Linked DNA regions of Mus musculus: regions 2, 3, 4 and 5 are each linked to region 1. Evidence: chromatin contacts called from public HiCAR-type and promoter capture Hi-C data. All regions are on one chromosome and are shown on one strand. The core of a region is the stretch at or near the end of the contact, and the rest is flanking DNA. Distances in the headings are between cores, read along the strand shown. Region 1 holds the start of Ndufv3 (NADH:ubiquinone oxidoreductase core subunit V3). Region 2 holds the start of Notch3 (notch 3). Region 3 overlaps Brd4 (bromodomain containing 4). Region 4 holds the start of Akap8 (A kinase (PRKA) anchor protein 8). Region 5 holds the start of Wiz (widely-interspaced zinc finger motifs).

Region 1 (2,700 bases), core at 67-2,566:
CTCAGTATTATTTACTCACCTCTAAAGCATGCAAGTGTCCCCTGGAGACAAGAGTAGGTGAAGAAGGACAATTATTTGTGTGGTAGATCGAGCTTCTTCTCAGCCCACAGTGTCCGTAGCAATCTCATGTCACAGAAACCTTTCCCATTCTCAGATCTAGAAGATGCTCTCACATGGGCTGTCTCCAGTCTTCAGAGGCCTGCAATGCACTCTGTCTCTGGAGCCTGAACACTCCTTGGAGCTCCCGTCATGCCATTGTCCCCCTGACAGCCTGGACACAGCATTAACAGCTCTAATATTTTTTTTTCTTCTCAGTAATTCATTTCATTGTTCTGAATCCTTTCACTGACATTGAATTTTCCTTGGTGGAAAATTGGAGGTATAGACATAACCATCTATGTGAAATACTTACTGTGCACTGGGCAAACGTGTGCGAGGGGCCACCAATCAATCAGTGGGAAGAGGAATTCCAATAACACATACTGTAACACAGCTGTGCCTTAGATATGGTTCTCCAAAAAGCTTTGTGTGTTAAAGGCTTGGTCCTCAACTGGTGAAGTTGGGTGTGCATGTGTGTGAGTATATATATATATATGTGTGTGTGTGTGTGTGTGTGTGTGTGTGTGTATAATAGGGACAAATGACAGGTACTTTTCTTTCTCCTCCCCCCCCCCCACACTTAATTGTTATATATAAGTATACTGTAGCTATTTTCAGACACCAGAAGAGGGCATCAGATCTCACTATAGAGGGTTATGAGCCACTATGTGGTTGCTGGGATTTGAGCTCATGACCTCTGGAAGAGCTGTCAGTGCTCTTAATCGCTGAGCCATCTCTCTAGCCCCAAGTTTATCTATTGATTACAAACAATCTTTACAGTTACTCTGTAAAAGAGCAGGCTGTCTTTGAACTAGCCCTACTGCTGGTATGGTAGGTGGGCACCTCCATGCCCAGCTTCTGGTTTGTTTGTTCAAGACCACGCCCCTACTGGGCAAGCGCACTACCACCGAGTTGTATCTCCAAGAAACAACAAACTCACAAAGATCTCACCAAACACAGAAGTCTCTCAAGTCGAACCAGAAACGCAAAGGACATGATTCTAGCTGTGCAATTTTGGTAGGTTACAGACCAGAGTTAAGGGCGAGATCAGGGCAAGGTGGGCAGGCCCAAATCGGAGGGGCGGGACTTTCAGCGGGATCTACCCAGGGGAGGACCCCACGCTTTCCCGAACCCGGAATTGGTGGACTCAGTTAGGGGCGTGGCCTTAAGGAGCCCTCCCAGAATGCGCGCGCAAACGCTTGGGTCCACCATGGTGTGCGATTGGTGAACGTGGACGCGGGGCGGAGCCTGGGGTGGTGCGTGTGCACAAGTAGGTCACGTACCTAAGTGCGACCTCCGCTCTTGGCATTTGTGCCATGGCGGTCTCTCTCCTCCTGCGGGGAGGACGGATCCGGGCGCTGAAGGTAAAGGGCTAACGGGCGGGACATACCGGGCCCTTAGCCTGACCCTTAACTGCACCCGTGGGCCCGGTGCGGAGAGGGGTCCTAGGGCCTGTGCTCACCTGACCCGGACAGAAGGGTTTTCTCTGCAGGAGTGAAACCGAGTCACTGAGGCTGTTTTTAAAACGAAACCTGGCTTTCTCTGCAAAACTAGTATTGGGTTTTGTTTGGGTTGGGTTCGGTGGATGGAACCTAGGGCCCTGCGCTTGCTTGTCAAGAGCTGTCATTGAACTGGCCCCAAAGCAGGAAATGCTCACAGCAATATAAAATACAGGTGACAGAGGGCTCCCGTCGTCAAATGGGCACTGTTTAATTATTCCTTCAGGTATATTGCTCCCAGCGATTTTTTTCCAGCGTGTATCGGTACACATAATTTGTACACACACGGAGAATCATCAGTATAAATAGAAGTTTTCCGGTTCTTTTGCTCCACCCCCCAACCCCCTCCCTAGCATGAAGCATCCTAGGATCTAACACATACCTTAGCGGTTGCCGGCTGAATTACAATAAGATTCTTCTCAAATTGTAACACTTCTGAAGCAATTATCTACATCCTATTTACTAGTAGATAGTGTTTCTGCAACTTTACTAACTGTAGGGAGATAATTTTGCAAAAAGAAACATAGTATTTTGTAAAGTAACAAAATAGCCAGTAGAGTAAACTGGCTGCCCTGTATTAAGACCCAGGAGTCTTGGGCTGAGAGCCAACTGGGCCTTGCATCCAGGATCCAGGCCTGAGTGTTACAGCCGGCATGATGGCTGCCATCCAGAGGCCAGCACTTCCCTCCCCCCTCCCCCATGCTAACACAGGCTCCCCCCCTCCCCCCAACACAGGTCTGTCTAACTGAGGCTTTGCAGGACACGTGACAGCAAGAGCTTTTCTCAGAAGCATCTGTCTCCCATCCTCCCAACCCCTGAGCCCCAGGTTTCTGCAGAACATAGAACCAGGCTCTTCTCCAAGATATCCTGAAGCTTTGTATAACGAAGCTGGCAAAGTCTTTATTTTTAATAAAAACTTTCCAAGTGCCTATTTTGGGAAATTTCTGCAAAGATTAGGGAAATAAAGTTGTTTTCATTTACCCAGATGCTAATAGTGATTTTCCTGGAACTTGGGGTATATTTTTCTTGCAGCTTTTGGGGTATTTGTCAGAGCATTCATAATTCCCATATGTTATGACCATTGTAATAAGTGTGCCATGTG
Region 2 (2,700 bases), core at 44-2,543, 650 kb after region 1:
GCCCCGCGGGGGCGGTGGCTCCTGCCCAGTCCTGCCTAGTAGAGCCTAGAGGCTAAGCCACTCTCTATGCAACTCTCACCCGGCCCAGCACTGAGTCCCACCATAGGAGCCCTAGAACCCCTGGCCACAGCCAACTGCCTATGCCCCTCCCCCGCTGATCAGGCCTCCCGGGGCAGGGGTGGGGGCGCCCCCTCAGTCCCCGCTCTGGCCCTTCGTGGGTCCCGCTTTGTCTGGCAAAGAAAGCGTGAGGCCGGCCGGGGGGAGGGGGTGTCTAGACGGCGAAGCCATTGTCCCGAGCGGGGGAGGGGAGCTCAGAGTGGAGGAAGAGGGGAGGGGGGCCCAGGCATGCTGGGGAGGGGCTGCGGCCACAGGGATGGGGGCCCAGAAGCTGGAGATGAGCACGTGGACCTCGCCCCTTCTCCTCCCGGCACAGAGACGGGGTCCCGAGACTACGGGATCCCGGCGGCCTGAAGAGGGATCGGGCGGCACGCGGGGGAGGGGGCGCGGGCTTCGCAAGGGCTCCAGCTCCTGCTTCTCGCGCTCCAGCGCCGGGTCTTGCAGCTCTCCAACATGAGACGTTTTCTCCGAGTTCAGAGCTCCGAGAACTCCGCGCCCCCTCCTTGTCCCCCCCCCCCCTTCACGGCCCGCCCGGGATAGGGGAGGCGCTTTTGTGCAAGGGGTCCTAGGCCTTGGGGGGTCCTTGAGCCCCCATCCTAACCTTCCCAGGACTCCAGGCAGAAGTAGGATGGGGTGAGCCTGAAACTTTTGGTACACCTCGCTTCCGAATTTCAGCCCCAGATTCCCACAACTCCAGCTCCTACTCTTGGACTCTTGATTCATTCAAGGGTCTCGATTCCTTGGGCCTCTAGGATCCTGCCTTCCCATCATGAATCTGTGCGAACCCCATGACTGATACACACCCCCAGCTGCTGCATCTCTGCCCCGGCTTTAATCCTGGGGGGGCAGGTCCTCTAAATTCCAAACTTAGGAGAATATATATATATATATATATACTTTTTTTTTTTTGCTTCCCCGCCCCTGCAACCCCAGTCCCACCCTCCGAGTCCCTGATCCCTCACCTGCAGCCCCCAGCCCCGCTAGCAGCAGCAGCAGGGGCAGCGCCCGCATGGGCGGTGGTGGCGGTGGCAAGGCCATCAGGCGACGACGGCGGCGGCGGCCCCGGGCCCCCAGCCCCATGGCGGCCGGCCACGACCCTCCCTCCTCCCTCCTCCCTCTTTCCCAGGGCTCCGGGCACGTCCCGGGCCAGCCTCCGCGCCGCCAACTTCGCCGAAGTGAGGCTGTCGGGCTGCCCCGCCCCCAGGCCTGGGCGGCTCGCCCCGCCCCGGGGCCGGCTCTGAGCGCCCCCGCCCCCTGCCCGGCCTCCTGGGGTCCGACCCTTCTACCCGCCAAGCCTGGGACTTGCAGACCTCGGTACACTCAGGTCTGCCACAAGAGATGCGGGCTTAACCTGCGTGACGTGACAGGTATCCAGCTCGTGAGCACATCCATCCTTATCCTCCAGCACACAACCAAAGCCAGGGCTCACACACACAGTCATGACACAAACGCAAACACCCCTGACTCCAAACCCTCTAAACCTGGGTGTAGAGAGGCCAATGAACAAAAGTAGCCGCACCCATGCAAACCATATAGAAGTTTCATGGGGACACTAAACATCAATCACCTCAAAACTCAGGCTCCAACTGCGCCACAAACCCGGGCGGGCAGCATTTACAATCTGGCCAGGGGTTTCGTGGATATGAGTCTCATGTACCTGTGTGCAGCTCTCCTACAATGTGAAGATCACAAAGGTCTACCGAAGAGGGAAAGGTGCTTGCTGCCAATCACAGACACCCGAGTTCAATTCCTGGGCCTCCCATGCTAAAATAAAAAAACCAACACATACATTGTCTTCTGACTGCCACATGTACCCCGTGATACACATGCACTCCTACACACACTGTGCTCGAATGCTTGCACGCACGCGCGCGCACACACACACACACACACACACACACACACGCTTATGTGCGCAAGAAATAAGATAAAATACTTTGTAAAAAAAATCCACACCAGCTCCTAGCACATCCCACACTCTACATGGTTTTACCATGAGGCCTATCATTTCGTTGCCATTCACTGAGTTTTACATCCAGGAGACCTGCAAAGGCTCTGAACACTCCCTCTGTGTGAAGTGAGAATGGAAGCTCTAGAGGTGCATTCAGGGGAAATCTCAGGAGTCGGGTGAAGGGTGCCGTTCTTGAACATCTCCATCACTAGGAGACCAAAGGACTGAAACAGAGGACCCATATAATCCTGGAAGGGCATACACAGACACTCCTGTAGTGGGAGGAGAGAACAACTTCCACAAGTTGTCCTCTGATCTCTACATTGTAGAGGGCCCATCTCCCCTCCCTGCCGCGCCCCCCCCCCCAACTGGCTACATAATAAATAAGTGTATTTTTGTTAATTGGGGAAGATGTCATGGTTCACACGGTCTCCAGAGGCAAAGGCAGATAGATCTGTGAATTCAAAGCCAGCCTGGTCTACCTAGCAAATTCCAGGACAGTCACGGATACACTTTTTAAAGATTTATTTGTGTGTGTGTGTTTCTCTGTGTGTGTGTGTGTGTGTGTGTGTGTGTGTGTGTGTGTGTGTGTGTGCACTAGTGTGAGTACCTGCATATGCAGAGACCAGGGA
Region 3 (2,700 bases), core at 146-2,645, 760 kb after region 1:
TCCCTCTTCCCCCTCTGCCCCCCCCCCCCCGCTTTTATGGACCAAATCTCATATGTAGCTCAGAGTGAACTTTTTAATCCCCCTGCCTTACACTCTCTAGTATTGGAAATACAGGCATGTACTACCACATCTGGCTAATGAGTAACAAATTTCCTTTTGCTGCAACTAGTTTTTTTCATATGTTTTTATGATATTGGGGACTGAAACTTGGGTCTCACCCATGTCACATCAGTCTCCTACCACTGAACTATAAACGTAAGCCCATCCCAAGTTACTTATATTTCAAAGAAACCTAACAAAAGACTGTTTTTGTCTGTTTGGTTTTGGTTTTTCAAGACAGGGTTTGTCTGTGTTAAGAGCTCTTGCTGCTATCCTGGATTCACTTTATAGACCAGGCTGGCCTGGAACTCAAGAGATCTGCATGCCTCTGCCTACCAAGTATGCCACTACAACTGGCCAAGACTTTCTTAACAGAAGTTACATTAAGTGGATATGATTAGACAAATGGCTCAGCAGTCAAAAAGAGGGTTTCACTACTAGTCTGTAATTACTACAATGCTCTCTTCTGAATTACAAGGACTAGGGTTATATATGTGGCACACTAACATGCTCAGGAGTACAAATATACAACAATATAATTATTCATATATATATGAACAAACAAACAAAGAATTACTGTTGGGTGAGGTGACAACATTTGTCCCTGCACTCAGAAAGCTATTGAAGCATTGCTGAGTTTAGATGCCAACCTGGGTTATAGAGATCATACCTTAAACAAAAAGCAACTCTCTTCAACTCTCTTTCCCTCAATCTCCAGTCTATACAACCTAACTTTTACTCTATTTTATACACAAGAAACGGAGTCCTGGGAGATCAGAGTAGCCCAAGAGCAGCTACCCTGTATGACTCCACCACCCAACCACATTGGCAGGCTCTATATTCCACGTGGTTCTCATTTCAGCCACACAGTATAATAATCGGCTCCCATAAAATACACTCTTCCTCAAAGTGTATGCCAACTATTTCAGATAAAAGTCCTCAAATTTAAGTCCTATTTTAACTAGTCTTCTTCCTGGTTTTTTTTTTTTTTTTTAACACTTGAAGTCATGTGTCTTATTGCCTGAGGAAGGACAACTGGGGATATTAACCATATTCAAGGACACAGGAATTACTAATTAGTATTTCTGGAAATTGCATAATACCAAGCCCAACAATACCTCTCCCCTGGCACTATCTTCACAAGATACACAAGTCTCTTGATGTAACAGCAGCTAGAAACAAGCAATCTCGACCTTGAATGGAAACCAAGAAAAGTAGAGTGGCCACTGCAAAGACCCCGACAATAGTCCCAGTCCTTTCCAAAACAAATACTACTGGTTTCCACCTTCCAAACCCAACGGAGAGCAGTACAGCATAGTAATACAAATAAATACAGTAAGAGGCACTCTCAAACTCAGCCATACATAAGAGTGCCACCCTGTTCCACATCAAGGCTTAGGAATACTGATCCCATTTTATAAGTCAGAACTGTGGCTTACAGAGAGAACACAATTTGGACAGGCACAGGTCTGAACCCTGACAGTGAGCTCCACAGCTATCTAGAATGCTACCCAACTAAGACCATTGCTTCCTGCAGCAAAGTTCCAGAGCCTTTGTACACTGGAAGGGCTAACATGATTTTCTTTACAGAAGGGGGAGGCGATAACACCATTTAGATAGTACACTATTAATCATAGCACTCAGGAGATGCAAATTTACTCAATTCCTCAAGTGGTCAGTTGTTTTGTTTTTGTTTTAAGACAGGGTCTCAACTATATAGCCTTGATTGGCCTGCAGACTGTCTGCCTCTGCCACCTTTATATCATCTCCTACATTAGTCTCTACTGAAATTTGCTAGAATGGAGACAAAAAGAACCTGGATGGTGGTATCTATTCTCTGGGACCTGCCTAGAAAACCAAGACCTACTCATCAGAGTGCTTATTTCTAGTTGTGGACATACCCCATCTTCTTCCTACCTTTCTTTATCCTATAGAATGCAAGAAGACAGCAAATACCTTAAGAGGGTACTGGAGAGAAGGTTCAGCAGTTAAGAGCACGGACTGCTCTTCCAGAGGTTCTGAGTTCAGTTCCCAGCAACCACATGGTAGCTCACAACCATCTGTAATGGGATTTGATGCCCTCTTCTGGTGTCTGAAGACACAGTTTACTCATATAAAGCAAATAAATTAAAAAGAAAAAAAGAAAAAAAAAAAAAAAAAGAGGGCACTGGATTGATAAGATCTGTGCCAGGAAGACACTTATTTTAATGCAAAATGAGCCATCTCACCAGCCCTAGAGTCACCATTCTTAAAGCATTCAGATAGCAGGGCCTCTGATCTCAAGACCAGGAGACTGGATTAGGGGTAGGAGAGTGGGGGGTGGATGGGGCTTACTCTGGCAAGATCAAGTGCCAAGAACATTCTATTTTCTCATAGAAATAGCCCTGAGAACCCATCTAAGAAAAGACATTTTGTAGTCACACAACTGTCATTTATGATATAAAAGAAAATGTTAAAACCTCACTAGTATAAATAAGACACTGCTAAATTCAGACAAAAATGGAAATGTATGTAGTCTTTCTAGAAGAGTAACAATGGAAGGATTTCAAATACACACTTTTTGATCTAGTGGTCTTATTCCTAGAGATGAAAGAGAAAAAT
Region 4 (2,700 bases), core at 155-2,654, 800 kb after region 1:
CTCAGAAATCTGCCTGCTTCTGCCTCCCAAGTGCTTGGATTAAAGGCATTCGCCACCACGCCCGGCTAAAAAAATTCTTAGTTAAAAAAACAAAAAAACCAGGAAGGCTGCAAATACCCTAACTGTATCTGTAAAATTATTGGCTGGTAGAAAGTGGGAGTCACCATGAAGTTCCCTAGACCAAAGAAGTATAGCAGGGTTGTGACAGGTATCTATCTGGTGGAAAGGCTAAGAATGGAAGACATAGATCTAGGATCCCAAAGGCAAAGAGCACTAGGCTGATACCCAAGCACACGTGTTCATCACACCTCAGGCCTCTCTGGCAAGTCCAATTCTAGGGATCTTGTTACTCTGCTGCCTCTCAAGATCCCTTCCTTAGCCGCCAGAAGCCACTAACCACTCCCTGTGCCCACTTCCAACCCCATTCCACATGTTCCAACTATCTCCTGCGGGTAAATCTCCGTACAGAGTCAAGGCCTCCCAGGAGATTAAAAGCAGATAGCTCGAGAACCGACGCCTAATTACGAAAAGTTGCTGACATTTAGGTTAGGAAAGGCAACGTTCCCGCTTCCGCAGACCCCCGTAATGTTACAGTCCAGAATCCCAGCCCCTCAGGCAGCACACCTCCCACGAGCACCTCACGCCGCGTACACTGCAGAGACCCAGCCAGGTTTTCCCAAAAAGCTGCACCGGGTGTAGCCGCAGTGCACAGCTGGGCCGATCGCGCGCTGCCCGTAAGCCTTCAGAAAAGCGAGCCCGGGGACACGAGCTCTCAAGGACGACCTGCGGAGGATGAGCTGAGACTCTCTCCTCGCTACGGCCGCCGCAACCCAGCCGGACCTCAACCCCCTCCACCCCCCGCTTCCTCAGCGTTCGCTTTAGCCCCGCCCCTGGAGCCGCCATTTTGTGGCGTCTTCGGAAGAGAAGGCGGGACTGAGACCGCTCGGGTCCTGGGGTCCCGCAGCGATGAGAGCCACTCGGCTTGCACAGTGAAAGCGGTCCAGAACGCATCCAGAAACCGGCCACAGCGTCGGCCTTCGCGCCTCATCCGCACCCCCCGCCCCGAGTCCTACCGGCCAATCCACGCGCGGCGCTTCGGGAACGATTGCGCAGAGGCCCAATAAGGGAAGCGCGCGCGTCCGGGACAACTCCACACAGAACCGGGCTGCGGCAAGTGCGTTCCGGCTGCAGGCTAAGCCCGAATACCACATGCGCCAGGGTCTCCCGTGGTGAAGAAGAGCCCACACTAACCTCCGTAGCCTTGCTCCATGTCTGCGACGCGACCCGCCAGCAGATCCTTGTCTTAGATTCGCTCAGAACGCATGCGTTCAACGTGCTGTCTGCTACTGGAAGACGAAGAGCGTACGTCTCTTTCTGGGCGCTACCATTGGTTGCTCAAATGGGCCCGCCCCCGCCGATCCGCCCAGCCTTCCGGGTTGCAAATCTACAGCATCTCGGGAGTTGTGCCTCAAGGGTAAGCTAGTGCGCAAGAGCGTCCAGGTCCGCGCACGCGTGAGCGGTTCTAGCGCGTTTACCCGCGCGCAGGCGCACTTCTAGGGGCCCGCCCTCACCACAGCACAAACGAAGACCTCAGATGGGAAAGCACTTTATTAGGCTGGACTTCCAGCCTCGGCCACGGGAGCCCTGCCGGGTAAGGGTTATGGACCCCCACCGCCCTCCTCGTCGTCTTCCATGTCGAGGCCCGGGATCCCGCGGATCTGACACTGCAGCGCTCCGCCCAGCAAGGGTACAGGGCTCTCCTCCTCTTCTGGTGGTGGCGGAGGTGGCGGTGTTGTAGTCCCTGGGGCGGGCTCCAGGGGCACGGGGGGCTGTGCCGGCACGCCCTCTGTGAGCTCTGTCGCTTCGCTTGGTGCCCCTTCATCCAGAGCGCCAGCCTCCACCTCGTCTTGTTCCTTTTCCTCCTCTGGGTTGTCAGTGAAAGGATTCTCGCCCTGTAGAGATGGATAGAGACTTTAATGGGAGGTAGGAATCACTGGGATAGAATGGGGACCAGGCTCACACAAAGGTCAGGACTAGGACAGTGCTTTCGCCTTTGCCTCACCTTCAGATATCGCTCCAGCTTCTTGCTAATGAGCTTGTTGTTGAGAATACTGCGGGCCACCATAAGCGAGGACTTCTTGGACTGCTCCATCATAAGCTATGGGCAGGGCAGACAGGGCTGGTGAGGCTGCTCTAGGAATCCAACAAACCCAGCTGAGGTTCAGATTCACCAATAACTAGTCCTAGTGTCTGTAAGTGACCTTGGGCGTAATTCCAGTCAGTCTGGACAGGCATGCAAGGAACTAGGATTCGATCTGATCACCCACACCTTATTTGCTGTTTGAAACCTGATCTGCTTACATAGAAACTATAGTAAGTACTGGACTTAGTGGCACAGGCCATGTAACTCCAGGACATTAAAGTGGAAGGCCTACCTGGACTACAGAGTTTAACGGTTTACATGGTTTGACTATGTCTCAGAAAATAAAAGACGGCTGGGAGCTAGAGAGATGGCTCAGCGTAAAGGACTTGTTAGTATTTCAAAGACTCAGGTTCATTTTCTGCCACCTACAAGGTGGCTGACAACAATCTCTAATCTAGTTCCCAGGAATATGAAGCCCTCTTCTGGTTACCACAGGCACCAGGCATGTGAATAGTGAGCATATGTGCAGGCAAAACATACAAGAAAATAAAAAATAA
Region 5 (2,700 bases), core at 197-2,696, 870 kb after region 1:
AAAAAAAACCAACCAACCAACCAAACAAACAAACAAAAAAACCAAACAAACCAAAAAACAAAAAACCCAAAAAACTAAAGAGGAGGGCTGGGGCAGAACTCAATGGAACAGCTTTTGCAGAGTATGTGCAAGGGCCTACGTGCAATCCCCAGTTCTATAAAGAACAGAATAAAACAAAGAAGGAAGAGGGGTGTAAGGCCACACTACTGACTTCACCCCTCAGGGTTTTGAATTTCCCATTCCTAACATGAGATACTAAATAACGGAGGCTCTTCCGACAAAGGTTCTAAGTATGATGTGAATTGAGAAGACAAAGAACTTGGCATGTAGGAACCACAGAAGAGGTGCTCGGAATTTATTAGAAGGCCAAGTTTTGGGGGACCAGCCACACCAGATTCCTGTTAAGTCCTTAAACATACCAGGCTCCTCCCCTCTGCAGGGCCTTTGCCCATGCTGTCCCGCCACCTGCTGGGCACGTCCCACCACTCATTCTGTGCTGTGCCTCAAACACCACTGTGTCAGGTGGCTTTTCCTGGAGCGCCCAGCCATGGTCCTGGCACTCAGTTTAATATCTGCATAGCCTGCATAACCTGCCCTTATGACATCTGCTCAGTCGTTCCTTGTCCACCTTCCCTTCTGGAATGCCAACCCCTGGAGGACAGGGACTTTTGTCTCTTTATGATTATTTCCCCAGCACCCAGAACAGAAAGTGGCACAGCAGGTGCTCAGTGTTTAATAAACGAACAACAAATTGTGAGGTGGGGACAGTGTGAGCTAGCCTTGTATGGGGTAAATCAAGATGGAAAGAGGCAACTCGAATCTCCCCAGACTTTACCTTACCACTAGAGGGCACTCGCTCAGGAGCTCCACTCCATCAAGACTGCAAGAAGGAACAAGTGGGCTTTGGGCAAAGAGCTCAGGGTACTGACATGGGATTTGGATACAGCTGGTGTCCAGCTTAGAGAGGAAAGCCAGGACACTACAAGTATGAATCCCAGTTTCTTACATCCAGTCATGGGCTCCCAAGACATCTGTTTTCATAAGGGCAAACTGAAAAGCGGTACGTGGAGCACTAAAGGAGGCTATGTGCATCGAACAGAATTCCAATTGCAACTCAGCCCCTGCTGGGTGGGGTGACCTGACTCTCTCTGGGCCTGGGGGACCAAGTGGGAAGCTTCTTTAGGGCCACAGAGCCCTCTTACCAGAAATGCCACTTCTGCCATCCAGAATGTCTCGAGGGCCTTCTTTGGTGATTGGCAGGTAATGAGAAGATGGAAAGATATCACCTTCCCCCTCAGCAGCCTCAGCCCCACTCTCGATGTCCTCTCTTGGAGCGGGGCCTCGAGGATGATCCGGGGCAGCCAGGCCACCTGCCAGTAACCCCTCCATGGGTGCCAGCCGTGAATCTTCACTCAGTACCTGGCAGGTTCAGCAGGACATTGTGGGCCTGGAGACAAAGACAAGGAAGACCTTAAGAGAGTAAGAAGAGAATTCTGTTTGTTCTCCCCTCTCTCAGAACCCTAGTCCTCTCCTTCAAAGCCTATGGCCTCAGTTTGTCTCTTAGTTGAAGTGAGGGGTTAAGTGGTGTTGAGGTTCCATTCACTCCTATTATAATCCAATCACCTCTACTGGGAGCGAGTCTCAGTACACTAAAGCGTTCTCTTTCCCCAGCTTCTTCACAGCCTCCATTCACCACAGTTACACACGCACATTCAGTCACCTCAGCCCTCCCTCATCACTCCTTCCACCTCCACCTATTCCTCCCATGGCTCACTCACAGCTTCACCGTGTCCAGCTGCTTTCCTGTGACTGCATAACCTACAGCCATGCCTCCAGTTTCCAGGGTCCCCGCTCTCTCCCCAGTGCAGGGTCTCGAGGGCCCCCATCTTTGCCCTTATACTTTACTCACTTCTGTTGCCCCGTATCAATTACCCCTACACTTTTCCAACATTCACATCCTTCTCCCTACCCAGGAATGTAGGGTTATTAACCCCTTAGCCTCTCCACACGCTCAAGTGACCCCACCATTAACCCTTTCCCTTCTCTTAGCATGATCTCTCATGCATACCAAGCCTGGGCTCCTCCACCCTGCCACCTTCCAATAGTATTGCTTGCATCCTCCACCGATATTGGTTGTTCTGGCCCGAGGATGAAAAGGACCGATGGGGCTCCTGTTTCAGAAATAAGGACCCTGGGGGGGAGGAGGGCGATTGTCCTCTCCACCTATAAATACCTTCAAGGTAGAGCAGAAAGTGAAGGGCAGGAATGAGGCGCTCTCCCCAGGGAGATGGTGGTGAGGCCCGGCCCAGGCAACCGGGGCGGGGCCGGGGCTCCAGGCCTGGTAGCAGGCGTTGCCCTCGAGGGCCTGGGCGCTCCCGGGGGGCCCTACACAGGGTGGGTTGACAGTCTTGGCTGGAGGGGTCCCTGCCCAGGCCTGGAGAAAGCACCTGCGGGTGCCCACTCGGGTAGGCACTGCTGGCGGGGATCGGGCAGGACCGCAACTTCGGAGCACTTTGGCAGCTTGGGGAGGGGGCTCCAGTCCAGATGGTCGTTCCCTACCCCACCTCCCGCAGGGGTCGCAGAGGTAGGGGCGGCGCTGCGCGGACGCACCCTGCGGGGAAGCCAGGGTCCCCAGGATGCGCCCTTCGCCCGTGCACCTCGGGGCGGGAGACCCCGCGGGACGAGCTGAGGTGGGGGGGG

The links. Promoter capture Hi-C pulls out the DNA fragments that hold promoters and counts their contacts. HiCAR-type assays count read pairs that join an accessible place to other places.
Region 2: a contact with region 1 is called in a HiCAR-type map of astrocytes, with 2.7 times the contacts expected there. The contact joins the promoter of Notch3 here to the promoter of Ndufv3 in region 1. A contact is called at or near these places in 1 of 39 promoter capture datasets (HPC-7-derived erythroid cells) and 2 of 115 datasets of contacts at active chromatin or transcription factors (astrocytes and bone marrow-derived macrophages).
Region 3: a contact with region 1 is called in a promoter capture Hi-C map of liver, with 2.1 times the contacts expected there. The contact joins the enhancer-like site here to the promoter of Ndufv3 in region 1. A contact is called at or near these places in 6 of 39 promoter capture datasets (the 3T3-L1 cell line, the C10 cell line, cranial neural crest and 3 more), 2 of 484 Hi-C or Micro-C datasets (B cells and CD8 T cells) and 2 of 115 datasets of contacts at active chromatin or transcription factors (extraembryonic endoderm stem cells and large pre-B cells).
Region 4: a promoter capture Hi-C map of liver shows a contact between it and region 1, with 2.7 times the contacts expected there. The contact joins the promoter of Akap8 here to the promoter of Ndufv3 in region 1. A contact is called at or near these places in 3 of 39 promoter capture datasets (the 3T3-L1 cell line, hippocampal neurons and liver), 1 of 484 Hi-C or Micro-C datasets (the G1E-ER4 cell line), 3 of 115 datasets of contacts at active chromatin or transcription factors (embryonic stem cells, memory CD8 T cells and pancreatic cancer cells) and 1 of 9 other capture datasets (liver).
Region 5: a contact with region 1 is called in a promoter capture Hi-C map of pre-B cells, with 3 times the contacts expected there. The contact joins the promoter of Wiz here to the promoter of Ndufv3 in region 1. A contact is called at or near these places in 3 of 39 promoter capture datasets (the 3T3-L1 cell line and pre-B cells) and 1 of 9 other capture datasets (liver).

Annotation. Positions count from the first base shown.
Region 1 is chr17:31,518,799-31,521,498 of GRCm38.p6, forward strand. It overlaps Ndufv3 (NADH:ubiquinone oxidoreductase core subunit V3), which reads left to right and starts at 1,317. Exons shown (of 4, transcript NM_030087.2): 1 at 1,317-1,463. The coding sequence starts at 1,416. It also overlaps a transcript of Wdr4 not described here.
Region 2 is chr17:32,165,597-32,168,296 of GRCm38.p6, forward strand. Notch3 (notch 3) reads right to left here and starts at 1,294. Exons shown (of 33, transcript NM_008716.3): 1 at 1,080-1,294. The coding sequence starts at 1,197.
Region 3 is chr17:32,274,511-32,277,210 of GRCm38.p6, forward strand. The region is part of intron 1 of Brd4 (bromodomain containing 4); the gene reads right to left. Among named protein-coding and RNA genes, the nearest start is that of Brd4, 8.3 kb to the right of the region's middle. Within about 2 kb of position 1,396, at least 12 of the 459 cell types and tissues checked have an H3K27ac peak or open chromatin away from gene starts, as enhancers often do. A contact at or near this core is called in liver, where this site is marked.
Region 4 is chr17:32,319,834-32,322,533 of GRCm38.p6, forward strand. It overlaps Akap8 (A kinase (PRKA) anchor protein 8), which reads right to left and starts at 1,405. Exons shown (of 14, transcript NM_019774.5): 1 at 1,252-1,405. The coding sequence starts at 1,270. It overlaps Akap8l (A kinase (PRKA) anchor protein 8-like), which reads right to left. Exons shown (of 14, transcript NM_017476.2): 13 at 2,063-2,158; 14 at 1,591-1,952. The coding sequence ends at 1,659.
Region 5 is chr17:32,386,371-32,389,070 of GRCm38.p6, forward strand. Wiz (widely-interspaced zinc finger motifs) reads right to left here and starts at 1,447. Exons shown (of 11, transcript NM_001372227.1): 1 at 1,203-1,447. The coding sequence starts at 1,389.